2 separate regions of the Pan troglodytes genome follow, and region 2 is linked to region 1. A link is a contact called in public Hi-C data. All regions are on one chromosome and are shown on one strand. The core of a region is the stretch at or near the end of the contact, and the rest is flanking DNA. Distances in the headings are between cores, read along the strand shown. Region 1 holds the start of WNT10A (Wnt family member 10A). Region 2 holds the start of IHH (Indian hedgehog signaling molecule).

Region 1 (6,372 bases), core at 2,396-4,895:
TAACTTACCAAAGGAGACAGTGGAAATACATTATGGTCCACATAGAGGAGAAATGAAGCTCCCTGAGGGCAAGGTTTATATTCACAGATCTGCCTTCCCCAAAGCTCTGCTCTGCTCTTCAAACAAACAAAAAAACCAAACAAGCCCAAAACCCAAACTCCTGCACTTCTCTCAGAGACCACCAGAGGGCATGCGGAGCCCAGCTTCTCTATTAACAGGGAGCGACAGACAGGACCTGCAGGACATCTGGGAAACTCAGAGCGTGGTGGGCAGGAGAGGATAGGACTGAAAGGAAGCAAGAAGACCTACAGACAGCTTGGGTCAAGCTTCTAGGGTTCCGGACTGTCTGGGATGTCTGGGCTGGCCCAGACCTAGGGCTGGGATGCCAGCCTCCCAGACTCTACCACTGCTGGGTCCTGCAGGGGGTGAGATAGGGTGGAAGATGCTGGACATCTTCCTCCACAATGCCAGGGAGGGAAGCTGGGGAAGTGGTATGAACTGGCACCATTCTAGGCAGGTTAAAAGGAATTCAGAGGAAGTAGTATGGTACAATGAAAAATGCCTTGTTTGCTAGCTTGACCTTGGTCAAGTCAGTTAACCTATCTGAGCACTTCCTATCACCTAATAGGGGTCCCTGATTGCTTTTTAGCACATTGTGAGAATGCACTTCCATCTTTAAACTGCTGGCCACATGTTACTGGTCCATCTTCTGTGACCAAGCCCTGAAGGCGTCTGGGCACTGCCTTCTATGAAGGGTGGGAGTGATTACCAGAAGGCACCATTGGGACTTCTAGCCTTATCTTCTTTGAGCCCAGAGATAGATCTGTGCTGTTGCCCTGCTGCCTGGGAAGGGGCCGGAAGTAGAGCTCCCACCACCACCCACCCCTCCTCATCCAGCTGCTCAGCCTCAGGCAGTCTGAGGCATCAAAGTCCCCTGCTGGCTGAATGGCAGGGGACATGTGGAACTGGGGAGATGGGGGAAGTGCACAGAGGCACCCCAGATGTGTGTGTGACCACATCAGGAACAGGCGGAACACAGGCAGATGGGTGAGGAGGCCGAGTGGAAGGCCTAGGATCAGCCTGAGGCCACGGGCTCGGGGAACATTTCCCTTCCCTTTCAATGACCAAACACATTGGGAGTTTGGGGAGACTGCAGCAGCAAGCCATTCCCCCTTACCTTGCTGAGGGTTGGTGGCCCCTGAGGCCTGGACAATGGGATGAAGAGCCTCCTTATTGGTCTGTGGCTCCTTGGCGTTCTTCTTCAGCAAGACAAACTTCTCCAGCTGGGCACCAGGACTGGGCTGGGGCTGGACTGGGCTAGGCTGGGGCCGTGAGGGTCCCACCTGTTCTCACCCCCATGCTTCCCCGGCCCTTCCTCCCTGTGACCTTCTCCAGAGCTGCCACAGCTGGAACCATTCTCCAAGCTGCCTTTCATCCCCAGTGCTCCCCCGCCCCCCAGTGGCCCCTGTAATTGTGGTCTTAGGCGGCGGCTGCGGGGGCTGGGGCTGGGCTGAGGGCCAGGGCCCAGGGCAGGGCCAGGGTGGGGACTAGGGGGTGCTGATAGGGGCTTGGCCATGGTGTGGGTCATTTGGGGCTGGGACCCCAGGGGCAGACAGTCTCTGGGCCTCACCTACATACATGCCAAGGCTCTGGACCGACACAGACTCTCCCCTCCCTTCATTGAGAAGTGCTCTGACTTGGGCACTCCTAGACCCTCCTGACACCAGGGCAGAGCCACGCCTGAGTGCAAGCCTCAGTATCACTATTTGCCTCCTGAGGTTTTTTTGTTTTTTTTTGTTTTTTTTTTTTTAAGAAAGGGTTTTCTCTGTCTCCTTTGCACCTCTGTATTTCACAGACAGTGGAGGTGGGGAAGCAAAGAGACCCCCTCATCAGAGAGATGCCAAAGGAAACTAAATCAGCTCCTCAACCAGGTCAGCAGCGTTTCCCAAAAGGAGTCCCCACCAGAATCACTGGGGATGCTAGCTAGAAAGACAGACACCCAGGCCTTTCCCTGGAAAGGCTGATTCAACTTCATGGGGCCTGGAATCTGCATTCCCACAATGGCCCACCCCAGGGGATACTTGTGCTGCATCAAGTGTGGGAAATGCTAGTGTGAGCGCATGATGGGGAATAAGGACATCTGTAAGCTGATTATGAGTCCCTTCCCTGTGTCACGTTCCTAATTCTTTCTGGGCCTCAGTTTCCACAACAGCCAATAAGAACATGACTTTCCAGCTTGCTGGTGTCCTCTCTCATCCTGGGCTGGTGCCTGTCTCCTGTCTTGAGTCTGGTCCCACCCTTACCCTTACCGCTTACCCTTCCCAAATGCTAGTCCCAAGCTGTCCCCGTTTCTGCAGCATGGTAGGGAGAGTGGGGAGGGCAGGGGGCAGTTGGGGTCAAATAAGGCTCTAGCTGACGCAGTCTGCTTGCTGCCCCTGGCTGTTTTCCTGCAGTCCAGCCAGACTGCTCCCCCCCCAACTGCCCCACCCCCACCCCCAGCAGCCTCAAGCCCTTAATTCCTGACAGCTGCGGTGGCTGCCGGCAGAGATGAGGGGGAAAGGAGGGGGGAGTATGCCGTCAGCCTGCTGTTGCTCAGGCCGCCCCCACCACCTGACAGTCTGGGGACAAGGAGGGCCCCACCCCCTCCTTCAGTTCCCCAGGGATGGGCAATTCCAGGAATGGGCCTTTTTTGTCTCTGAGCCCAGAGGCTCCCATAGTTTTGTTCCTAAGCCAGCAGGGGCTCTCTTCAGAGAGAGGGGCATGTTTGTGTAAAGGCTTGTGCCCATTTTACAGAGGAGGATGCCGAGGGCACAGGGCAGGAGCATGATCCACTATCAGGGCCCAGGCTAGCACCAGAAACAGACGGCAGAGCTGCCTTTCCCCGCCCTCTGGCTCTCAGGCCCTTGCTTGGGCCCAGCACACTTGCACTATATCGAGGAGGGGCCCAGTGTTCAGTTGGGGTGGAGGGACAGGAAGATCTCAGCGAGAAGTAGACCTGAGCCAGGAGGCTGGTATTAGGCAGCTCCTAGAGGACCATGTGCAGGTGGGGCCAGGGAGGGCCAGGACAAGACTGGGAGTATCTGCGGGCACAGGCAGGCAACACTCAGTGTTGGGGCGGCAGCTGCTGCGCTGGGAGTCAGAAGAGCTGCGTTCGGTTCTCGCTCTTCCGCTAATTTGCTGTGTGACCTCTTTGAGCCTCGATATTTTCTTGTGAAATAAAGGGGAGCTAAATAAACTATCTCAACGGCCACTTCTAGGGTTAAAAGTCTCTCTAACGCCTCCTCCCAGGGCGTGCCACCCCGGGCGCTCCTACGCAAGCATTTTCTGGGGGCCTGACACTGCTGCCTCCCCGGGCTCACTGAGGAGACAAGGTGGTCCCCATGAGCCGCATTCCGCAAAGGGGCAGAGGAGGTCTCCGTGAGCAGGAGCAGGAGGCACCTGTTTAAGGTCACACAGCAAAGGGGAGAAGAAGCCAGAGGCTGCCAAACTCCTCTGCAGGAGCCCACACCTGCCTCACACCAGGCAGGCCTGGGGGAAGTCCCTCCTCTGGCGGAGGAGGCGAAACACAGAGGCCAGCCCCTCCCCTCCAGCCCCTGCAGGTGTGTGTGTTGGGGTGGGATGGGGGCGCTCCCCAGCAGCTGCGTCTCTGCCAGGCACACACACCTCGCGGTAACACATATCCCCCACACAACCCAGCGCGCTCCACACACAGGCATCTTCCTGTGCACGCGCGCACAGACCCCAACACCTTTCCCTCTGTTGCCCTCAGCAGGGACGCTCCCACCCCCAGTCCCCAGCGGACGCAGTGGCCTCGGGACTCGTACACGCCTCCACGCCCCGCCGCGTGACGTCACGTGGGGTAGAGCCCTGAGACACTAAATGGGGGGGTGGGGGTGGGGGGAGGAAAGGGAAGGCGGCAGAGCTCCCCGAGCCGGGACAGTCACTTACTCTACAGGCAGTGGGGCCCGACACAGACAGAGCCGCCCCCGCCAGCCAGCCTCGCACGCCCTCGGAAGCGCAGGCTCCCGGCGCTGCGCTGGAGGGTTCCCCGGCACCCCAGCCTCCCGTCCCCAGCCCGCTGCACCTCCGGGCCCCCCTTACCCTTGAGAGGCACCGGGAGTTGTCGCGGGGGGGCCTCGGGAAATTCCCCGGACCCCTGTGCCAGGAGGTGCCCGGTTCGCCCGCTCTTCACCCCCCGCCCCCCCCGAGGGCGGTGCCCGGGGGTGCTGCCCCATGGAGCGGGGAGGCGGGCGCCGTCTGCTCCGGGAGCCCTGACCCGAGTCGGAGCTGTGTGTCGCAGCCGCCCCGACCCCCCGCCGATCATGCGCCGGCGCCCCTGGCTCTCCAGTCCCACTGGGCTGTGAGCCCCCAACTCCCAGCCCGTCAGGGCCTGCGCGCCATGGGCAGCGCCCACCCTCGCCCCTGGCTGCGGCTCCGACCCCAGCCCCAGCCGCGGCCAGCGCTCTGGGTGCTCCTGTTCTTCCTACTGCTGCTGGCTGCTGCCATGCCCAGGTGAGCCCTCACCTCATGCTCCGCCCTCCTAGAGAGTTGGGACCCCGGCCCGCAGGGGCCTCTGATGCTCTTGCTGGGGTAGAGGACCCTGGAAGAAGGGAGGGACAGGGTCATAGGAAAGTGCTGGTGCCCAACCAAAGGCAGTGAGCTCCCTCATAGGAGGGGGTTGGACTGGTGACAGGATATGGGCAGTCCAGGGAGACAAGGCAGTGCCCAGGAGCATGATGGCAACTAGGAGGGGAGGTGTGTGTGGGGGGGGAGCAAGTGCCAGTCTGGAGTTCCTGCCCTGTTGGGGGAATGCACCCCCACCCCAGGAGTAAGCACAAGCTGCCTCACTCCTTCCTGCAGCTCAGCCCCAGGTAGGGGCAGGGGTTGGGAGGCTGGAAGGGGTAGCCCAGGTGGGGTCAGTGAGAGACTGCAGCTGCAAGAGCTGTGTGTGTGTGTGTGTGCACGCGCGTGTGTGTGTGTTCAATCGAGCCCAGGATCCCAGCAAACTGTGTTGGTAAACAGCAGTTTGTATGTGTGCCCATGTGTGCATGTGAGAGCTCATGGGTCAATGTATGTTAAGATGAACACAGGTGTAAATGGGAGTGTCTTTGTGTGTGTGTCTGTAACTATGTCTGATGAAGTGTGCATGTGCGTAAGTGTGCTGGGGTTGGGTTTGTGTGTCCACCACAATGTGTGCAGAAGTGTGTCTATGTGAATGTGACTGAAACATATCTGCGGGAGTGGGCTCCTGGGGAACCATGTGTGTATGGGCATCTATTCCTGGGGATGTGCATAGGAAATACTGTGGCCACAAGCATGGTGGATGTGTGTGCATTTGCACGTTTACCTGTGTGGGTGTGCAGCTAGCTGAGTGAGTTGCATTGGGCAGGATGATTGTGAGGAGGTCAAGGAGAGAGGAATGTGTAGGAGTGTACTGATGGGCCCAACCTTCAGAAGCAGAGGTTGGAAGAGGGAGTGATTATGGCCTTTGGGACAGAGTGTGTGTTGTTAGATGGGGCTCTCCTGGTCCCCCCAAAACACGTACCCACTCCACCCTATATGTCTGCAGGTCAGCACCCAATGACATACTGGACCTCCGCCTTCCCCCGGAGCCCGTGCTCAATGCCAACACAGTGTGCCTAACATTGCCAGGCCTGAGCCGGCGGCAGATGGAGGTGTGTGTGCGTCACCCTGATGTGGCAGCCTCAGCCATACAGGGCATCCAGATCGCCATCCACGAATGCCAACACCAATTCAGGGACCAGCGCTGGAACTGCTCAAGCCTGGAGACTCGCAACAAGATCCCCTATGAGAGTCCCATCTTCAGCAGAGGTAGCTGCCCCTCACCCCTGCCCCTGCCTGCCCCATCCAGCATCTCCACCTCAGAATCTATTCCCAGCCATTTCTAACCCACTGCCTCAAGCTGGCATCCTCCCATCGCCACACGCCCATCTGTTGGCCCTGCTGCTCTCCTTCCTCTTTCTGATCTCAGGCCATGGGGGCAGAGAAATTGGGCAAATGTGTCTCCAGACTGGGCTGTGTAGGCTGAGGGTGGCAGGTTCCATGCCTGAGAACTGGACTCCTGGGTCATCCTGCCCTATCACTGACACTGCATATCTCAAACCCAGGAAATATCTGTACCTGTCGCTTGCCTCTACTTACCCTCTACTTAGTAAACCACATTTAGGATGGGGAACCCGTGAGGAAGAACCCAGAATCAGCATGAGGAGGGGTTGAGGACTTGGCCTAATCATGCAGATGGAGGCAGCCTGGACAGGTAAAAAGTCTGCCCTTCTGCAGAAGCTCTTCCCGGCGGGGGACACCACCAGCCTGTGTGTCATCCCTGCTGCCTCTGGAAAACCCTCTCTGAAT
Region 2 (6,372 bases), core at 1,438-3,937, 180 kb after region 1:
TGCAGAGCGTCTCGGTAGCTTCAGGGGGTGTGTTGGAGGGGAATCGCCGGCCTGCCTGGATCCCTCGAGCACCACCGAGGATTCCCGCCGGGACTCTCTTATAATCCCAAACCGGCCCACACCCCCGCCAGAGATGACAGGGCCAGGGAACCAGAAACCGGCGGATTAGCGCCAGGGCCGCCCAATGAGGGGCCACATGCAACGTCTTCCTCTGCAAGGCGCAAAAGGGGCTGACAATCCCAGACCTCCAGGACCTCTGCACCGGTGCCCCGCCCCTATACTGTAGGAAGGAACTCCATAAACCAAGCTTCTGATCTCAGGGAGCCAGCTCCACCATCCTCCTCACGTGAGGTTGGGGTAGAGCCGCGCCCTGGGGGAAGGACCGAAGCGGTCATCCTTGGTTGCTGCCTCCTGGTGTGCCTGGGTCCTGAGAGCCCAAGAGACTGTGCAGCTGACTCTGAGAAGAAGAAGCTGGGGCCAGGGCCTTGGTCTGAGGGGAAAGGCCCTTCCACCAGTCCTCGACTCTGAGATTCGAGGCGCCAACAAGTGTGGGCAGCCCAAGTCTCAACCTACCCCCACCCTGCAGAGCCCGGGCCTCACAGACCCTTGGACTCAGCCTTCCCAGGAGCCAATAGCAGCTACAGCCCAGGGCCTCGCAGGTCCTCGCTGGTGCACAGCCTGGCTGGGGGTGCTTACTGCCCAGGGAGGGAGCTCCGCTTGCTCCTTCGTAGACCCTGCCGTCAGGCTTCTAGCCCCGCACCTATGCCCGCCTGCAGCCCTGGTTCCCCGCCTCTCTCCCTCACTGCCACCGCCCCCTCTCGGGTCCAGAGCCCGGGCGTGCGCTGTCAATGATTGCCCAGCCCGTGGCCCGGATCCTTATCTGCATTCCTCGGCGCCCGGCCCGGCCCGGCCACCAGCCAACCTTCGGCCCCGACACTGGCCGGCCAGCCCCGGCGCCAGGGTGCATGCTGAGGGCCCTGAGTCTAGCTGCTCTTCCCAACGGATCTAGAAAGCCAGGGGCCTGCTTTCAGGGGGAAGCCTTGGGAGACCCCGAAGGAAGGGGGTGAAGGTCTCTCCCCTCACGGACCTGGCTTCTGGGAAGGAATTTGCGCCTCTAAGCTTGGGTGGAGCGCGGGTCCTACTCCAGCATGCAGAGACTAGCGTCAGCCCTGGTCCCTGCCTCCCTCGGCATCTCAGCCTGTCTTTTCCACTCCTTCCCGTCCCCACCACCAAGCCCAGGAATCCCCTAAGCTCAGTCCCAGAGCCTGAAGGCCCCAATAACCCACCCTTCCACCGCAGTAGCACCCCTCAGCTCTCCGGACAGACACGCGGGCTCGCTGGGCGGGTTCCTTTTCCCACCTCCGCCTCCCTATTCAACTCTTCCTCGCTGTTCTTAACCCCAGACCCAGCCGGGACGCTGCTCCTGGAAGGGGCAGCCCGTAGAACCAAGAGCGCACAGGGAGGAAAGGCCGTGGTGCCCCTACGCACCCAGAGATTCTTTGCCTCAGGGGTGCCGAAAAGTTTCAAAATGAAAGGGGCACATCTGTGCAGAAGGTTAGGCCGGGAGGGACTGCGTGGGTCCTGGAGGCGCAGGAGGCAGCCCGGTAGAGGTACCTCCGGGTGCAGCGTCTGGCTGAGCTGCCAGTACTTTGGGGCAGAGGAGCCGCCGCCAACCTGCTGGGCTGTGGGGCTTGGCAGCGGGGAGCTCTTCTAGCAGTCTCCTCCGGGCTTGGGGATGCCGACACTCCTGCCTGGACCCCTGGCCAGCCCATCTTGGGCAGGAGGCAGCGGGGCTTGGCGAGAGGGGCAGGTGCCAGGGAGCGTGCCAGCCAGTCGAGAAAATGTGCCAGGGGGTGGGTAGGGCCGGGCAGGTGGCCGTGCTTCGGTGGCGGCGCGCTGGTAGGGCGGATCGCGCTCACCTGGGTCATGAGGCGGTCGGCGCCTGTGTTCTCCTCGTCCTTGAAGATGATGTCTGGATTGTAATTGGGGGTGAGCTCCTTGAAGCGCTCGGAGCTGCGAGCGATCTTGCCTTCATAGCGTCCGCTGGCGCCCAGGGTCTTCTCGGGCACATTGGGGCTGAACTGCTTGTAGGCGAGCGGCACGAGTTTGCGTGGCGGTCGCCGGCGGCTGCCCACCACCCGACCCGGCCCGCAGCCCCATGCCGCCGGCACCACCAGCAGCAGCAACAGGAGCAGGCAGAAGTGCAGTTGGGGCCGGAGCCGGGCGGGAGACATGGCCGGGGAGCCCGGGGGAGCGGCGGGCGAGGTCTCCTGGTGGGCTGATGGGCAGGCGCGTCGACGGGAGCGCTGCGGGGGCTCAGGCGTCCGGGTGGCTCCGGGGGGCTCCAGGCGGGGGCGCCATGGGCGGCGTGGTGCGGCCAGGGCCGGCGGGACTCAAGTGCGGGGCGGGGGCCCAGGGCCCGAGCTGGTGGCGGCGCGCTGTCCCCCTCGGCGCCTCGACTCTGAGCTGCCGGGCTCGCCGGCCGCCAATAAATAGGCCGGCCCGTTTGTTTTGGCAACGCGGCGGCGGCGGGGGGCGGCGGGCGGCGGGGCTGCGGGCCGCCGGGCTGGGCTGGGCTGGCCGGGCCGGCGGGCTGCAGGGCCCCGCGGTTAGCACCCCGGCCCGGCGGTCAGGCGGCTCGGGCGGAGCGGGAGCTGCTGCCGTCTGCGGCGCAGCCCGGGGCCGAGTGAGAGGGGAAATGGAAGAGATCCGGGCTCGGGCCCCGCGCAGACCGCACCCTACCCATGTCCCTGCCTCCTGTGCGCTCGACAGCGAACCTGTAGCAAGGGCAGCACAGCCTCCTCCCCCTCGGGCGGGCGGCCCCGGCACTAGCCAGCCCTCGTCCCGCTCGCGCCTCCGCCGCGCGTCCGCCCGCCCGCTGCCCTCTGCGCCCCCTGCGCTGCCCGAGTTTGCCCTCCCCGCCTGGACGCGCCCCACCCCGCCCTGGCCTCGCCTACCGGCTCTTCGCGGCTCTGGGGTGCCCCGCCAGGCGCAAACCTCCCGGACAGGAGCTGCCACCCCCACGGAGACCGCAACCCACGGCGCGGCCGGACGCGAGGGGCGGGGGGCAGTGGCCGGACCGCACAGCCGCCTACGGTGTCCCCTGCGGGGAAGCAAACCCAAAAGGCAGGAGGCCACTCATAACCTGGTGCCCCACCCTGGCCCGGGCGACGCGCCCTTTCAGCTTGGTGGAGCTGGGTTCTGTATCAACCCGGTGCACATCCCACAGCCTGCCTGTCGTGTCAAACTGGGGATGGGGAGTCTAGCCTTTTGAAGAGTCAAATAGGGGGTTTTAAGTTGGAAACACTGTTGAAAGTGACAATATGAAGTTGCAAAGGGATAGGTCAATATGCAGAGAAGGGTAGCTAAAATGGTGACGTCAACAGAATACCGAGGAACCCCGACTGACCATGTTAAAGAGGGGCAGCAAAGATCTCAGTAACGGGGGCTTGGTATGAATGCCAAAATGATGCAAAGCCACCGGAACTGCTAAATAATTACTTGGTTCTATATTACACATTTAAAAGAGCAGAGAATATGTAGAAACAACTAGGAACGTGAACATGTGTTATGTGTTTTTATATGACATTCGGGAAAGCTGAATGAATTAGGATCCCTTCTGCCAAAACAAGTAAAGGCAAGTGTGTTAAAAAGCAAACAAAAAACATCACCACCACAACACCAAACTATATGATTTGACTGTAATAGATTCTACAAATCCAATAAAGGTAGAAATGAAAAGATGAGAAATAAAAAGACTTAAAAATTCTCACTCAAATGCTATTAATACAATAGGTACCATTTTATTGGTACTTACATTCCTGAACATGGTAGTTATTAGATATTATTGTACTATGTCTTCTACTTGCATTATCTAATTTAAACTCGAAACGGCCAAAGGAGCTATTACTGTCCACATTTTACAAATGAAGATATTGAAGTTCAGAGAAGATGAACAACTTGCTAGTGGCTGAAAAGCAGGGATTGAAGCCCATGACTCTGGCCCAGCCCGTTTTCGCCCATGCAGGTGCATTGTCCCTCTGTGCAGGACCAGTCCACTCAACACCACTGGGTTCGGGCTGAAGTAGCTGTTCACAGATTTACTCACACTCTCTGGATCAGTTTTATAAACACAAATTCAGGATTGGATGAGACTCAAGAGAGTGCTTAATCTAAGCGCTTGATATTATAGAAAAGGAAACTGAGGCCCACAGAAAGAAATTTAGGATTGCTCCACTAGGAGTGGAGCGGTGCCTGCAATGTGGAAACAAAATGGATCGCCTCCTTTCCTCCCCTTTGCCCGCACCTTCTCCCCACCCCGCATGTTCTTTCTTGCATTAGCATTCAGATTCTGTTTCCTAGTCAAAGATGAATGTTGCTTCTTTTCCCTGAAAGCTTTCCAAGTGCTCTAACTTGTGTTTTCCAGGGCTCAAGAACTATCTCTGCGATATTCTCCATCCCCTTTCCCTCCTGCCCCTCTACCTCAGATTTCTGGAGCAGGGTCAGTACCTCTCACAAACCAAACAGGGGCTCTCTGTTTTTATGGAGTTCCATGAAAGAAAATTCCATAGGCTTCTGCGGTCACCTATCCCACTGTTTAATAATATTCTTCTAGAGAAATTTCGCCTTAAATTTAATCTATCTCCCTCCCTCTCTAATGCAAATTCAACTCGTTCCTCTTTTTCTGGCCTTAGGGATTAGGGCCATTATCCTGCTGATTATCTTTCATGCATTGTCTTGAAGAGTTGTTAAATTGCTTTCAATCTTCTTTTCTCCAAGTAAAAGACAATTTCTTTAAGTTCTCTCAGAGGTTCTAATTTATAACCATTTATTAGCTTTTCCATTCTTCCTCTCATTTCTCCTCTCTCAGACTGTAATTCTAACCTATTAAATACAAATCTGGTAAAGATCTGATCCATGTCAAATAAGTTTTTATGCTATAAGTACTCCCATAGCTTGCCATCAGGTGTGCCTCTGCAGCAGAGCCACCTCGTTGGTTGAGACTGGGCTTCACCAAGACAAGACCCTCCTCTGCCAGGCTAATTTAGGAACAGTGATTAGGGTGTGTGCTGGAGAAGCAGAGGGAGACCAGCGTGTATCAAGTCTTTTCTCTCTGCCAGGTGCTTTACACAATTAGTAAAATCTCCATAATAATCCTCTGTGCATGACATTATTCTCATTTTACAAATTTATAACTCCAAGATCTAGATGCCAAGTAACTTGCCTGGGGTCCCAGAGCTAAAATTTGAACCCAGAGCTTTTGCACTCCAAAGCTATACTCTTTTCTCAGGACATAATGGTGCTCCAAGATCTGAATCTCAAATTTGGGTCAACATCAGTCCAACCTCCTTCAGTGGAGGAAGGATGGAGACTGGGAGCACCATAATCTCTACAGCAGTGACCTGGAGCACTTTAAATCCAACCTGGGGCCTCAGTATCTGGGTCATTTCTTGGCTGCCTATGTTCTTAGCTGTTCAGTAGGTGTTGGGTGGCTTTTAAACTGGGCTAGTAGTTCCTTAGACCTATCAAACATGGCCTGGTTCTTTTTCTGATCATTGCCAGCCTCTGTCAGCAGTATTAAAATTGAACGGGGGCAGAGTATGCCACTATGGAAGCTCCAGTGGCATACAGCCTGGGACATGTGACCTCATTATCAGGAGAGAGATGCAGTGATCGAGCCTCACTGGGCTCGACCCTCCTGGGCCTGCTGGTAAAATCACTTTCTTCTCTCACCTTTAGATCTCTTCTATCCTTCAATCAGCTCTATTTTGAAGAGAACAAATTATCTATTGCTTTGGATAATATGATTAATTTTTTGTTTAGAAAAGTGAAAGTTAAAAAAATAGGTTAGAAATGAAGGGAAATACATAATAGAACATAATTTAAATATCTACTTAGTAGACTACCATGTTAGTATTTTTAGTCAATCTTAATTTAACACTATATAGTAGAAATACATTGTACTTATAGTATATACATGATATTCTATAGCATATCTTCACATCCACATACATACTGCATAGGTCCATACTTCTATAGTCAACTAGTATTTTTTCTCCTAATCCTGCCACTTGACCGGATCAATCCAGCTCTAAATCCAAGGGTGGTAAGCCACAACCAGACAAGTTTCAGGAATGCAGTTAGTCCAACACCCTCCAGTGACCCAGTGCACAGCAACCCTGGCTCAATAGAAACAGTAGACCTGGAGGTGGCAAACCCATGCCTGAACACCATCTTTGCTACCTTCTACCTGTGTGACCTTAGACATGACTCTGAACTTCCATTTTCTCATCTATAACATGAAAATAATATCACATACCTCATAGAGTTGTTGAAAGGGTTAAAACATATAAGCTTTAAAGTACAAATGTT

Evidence for each region. A called contact is a pair of places that touch in the nucleus more often than the background predicts.
Region 2: a contact with region 1 is called in a Hi-C map of induced pluripotent stem cells, with 1.6 times the contacts expected there. The contact joins the promoter of IHH here to the promoter of WNT10A in region 1. A contact is called at or near these places in 2 of 7 Hi-C or Micro-C datasets (both in induced pluripotent stem cells) and 1 of 1 other capture datasets (stem cell-derived neural stem cells).

What each region holds. Positions count from the first base shown.
Region 1 is chr13:121,137,957-121,144,328 of NHGRI_mPanTro3-v2.0_pri, forward strand. It overlaps WNT10A (Wnt family member 10A), which reads left to right and starts at 3,646. Exons shown (of 4, transcript XM_516098.8): 1 at 3,646-4,512; 2 at 5,570-5,832. The coding sequence starts at 4,400.
Region 2 is chr13:121,319,785-121,326,156 of NHGRI_mPanTro3-v2.0_pri, forward strand. It overlaps IHH (Indian hedgehog signaling molecule), which reads right to left and starts at 2,688. Exons shown (of 3, transcript XM_526034.9): 1 at 1,920-2,688. The coding sequence starts at 2,234.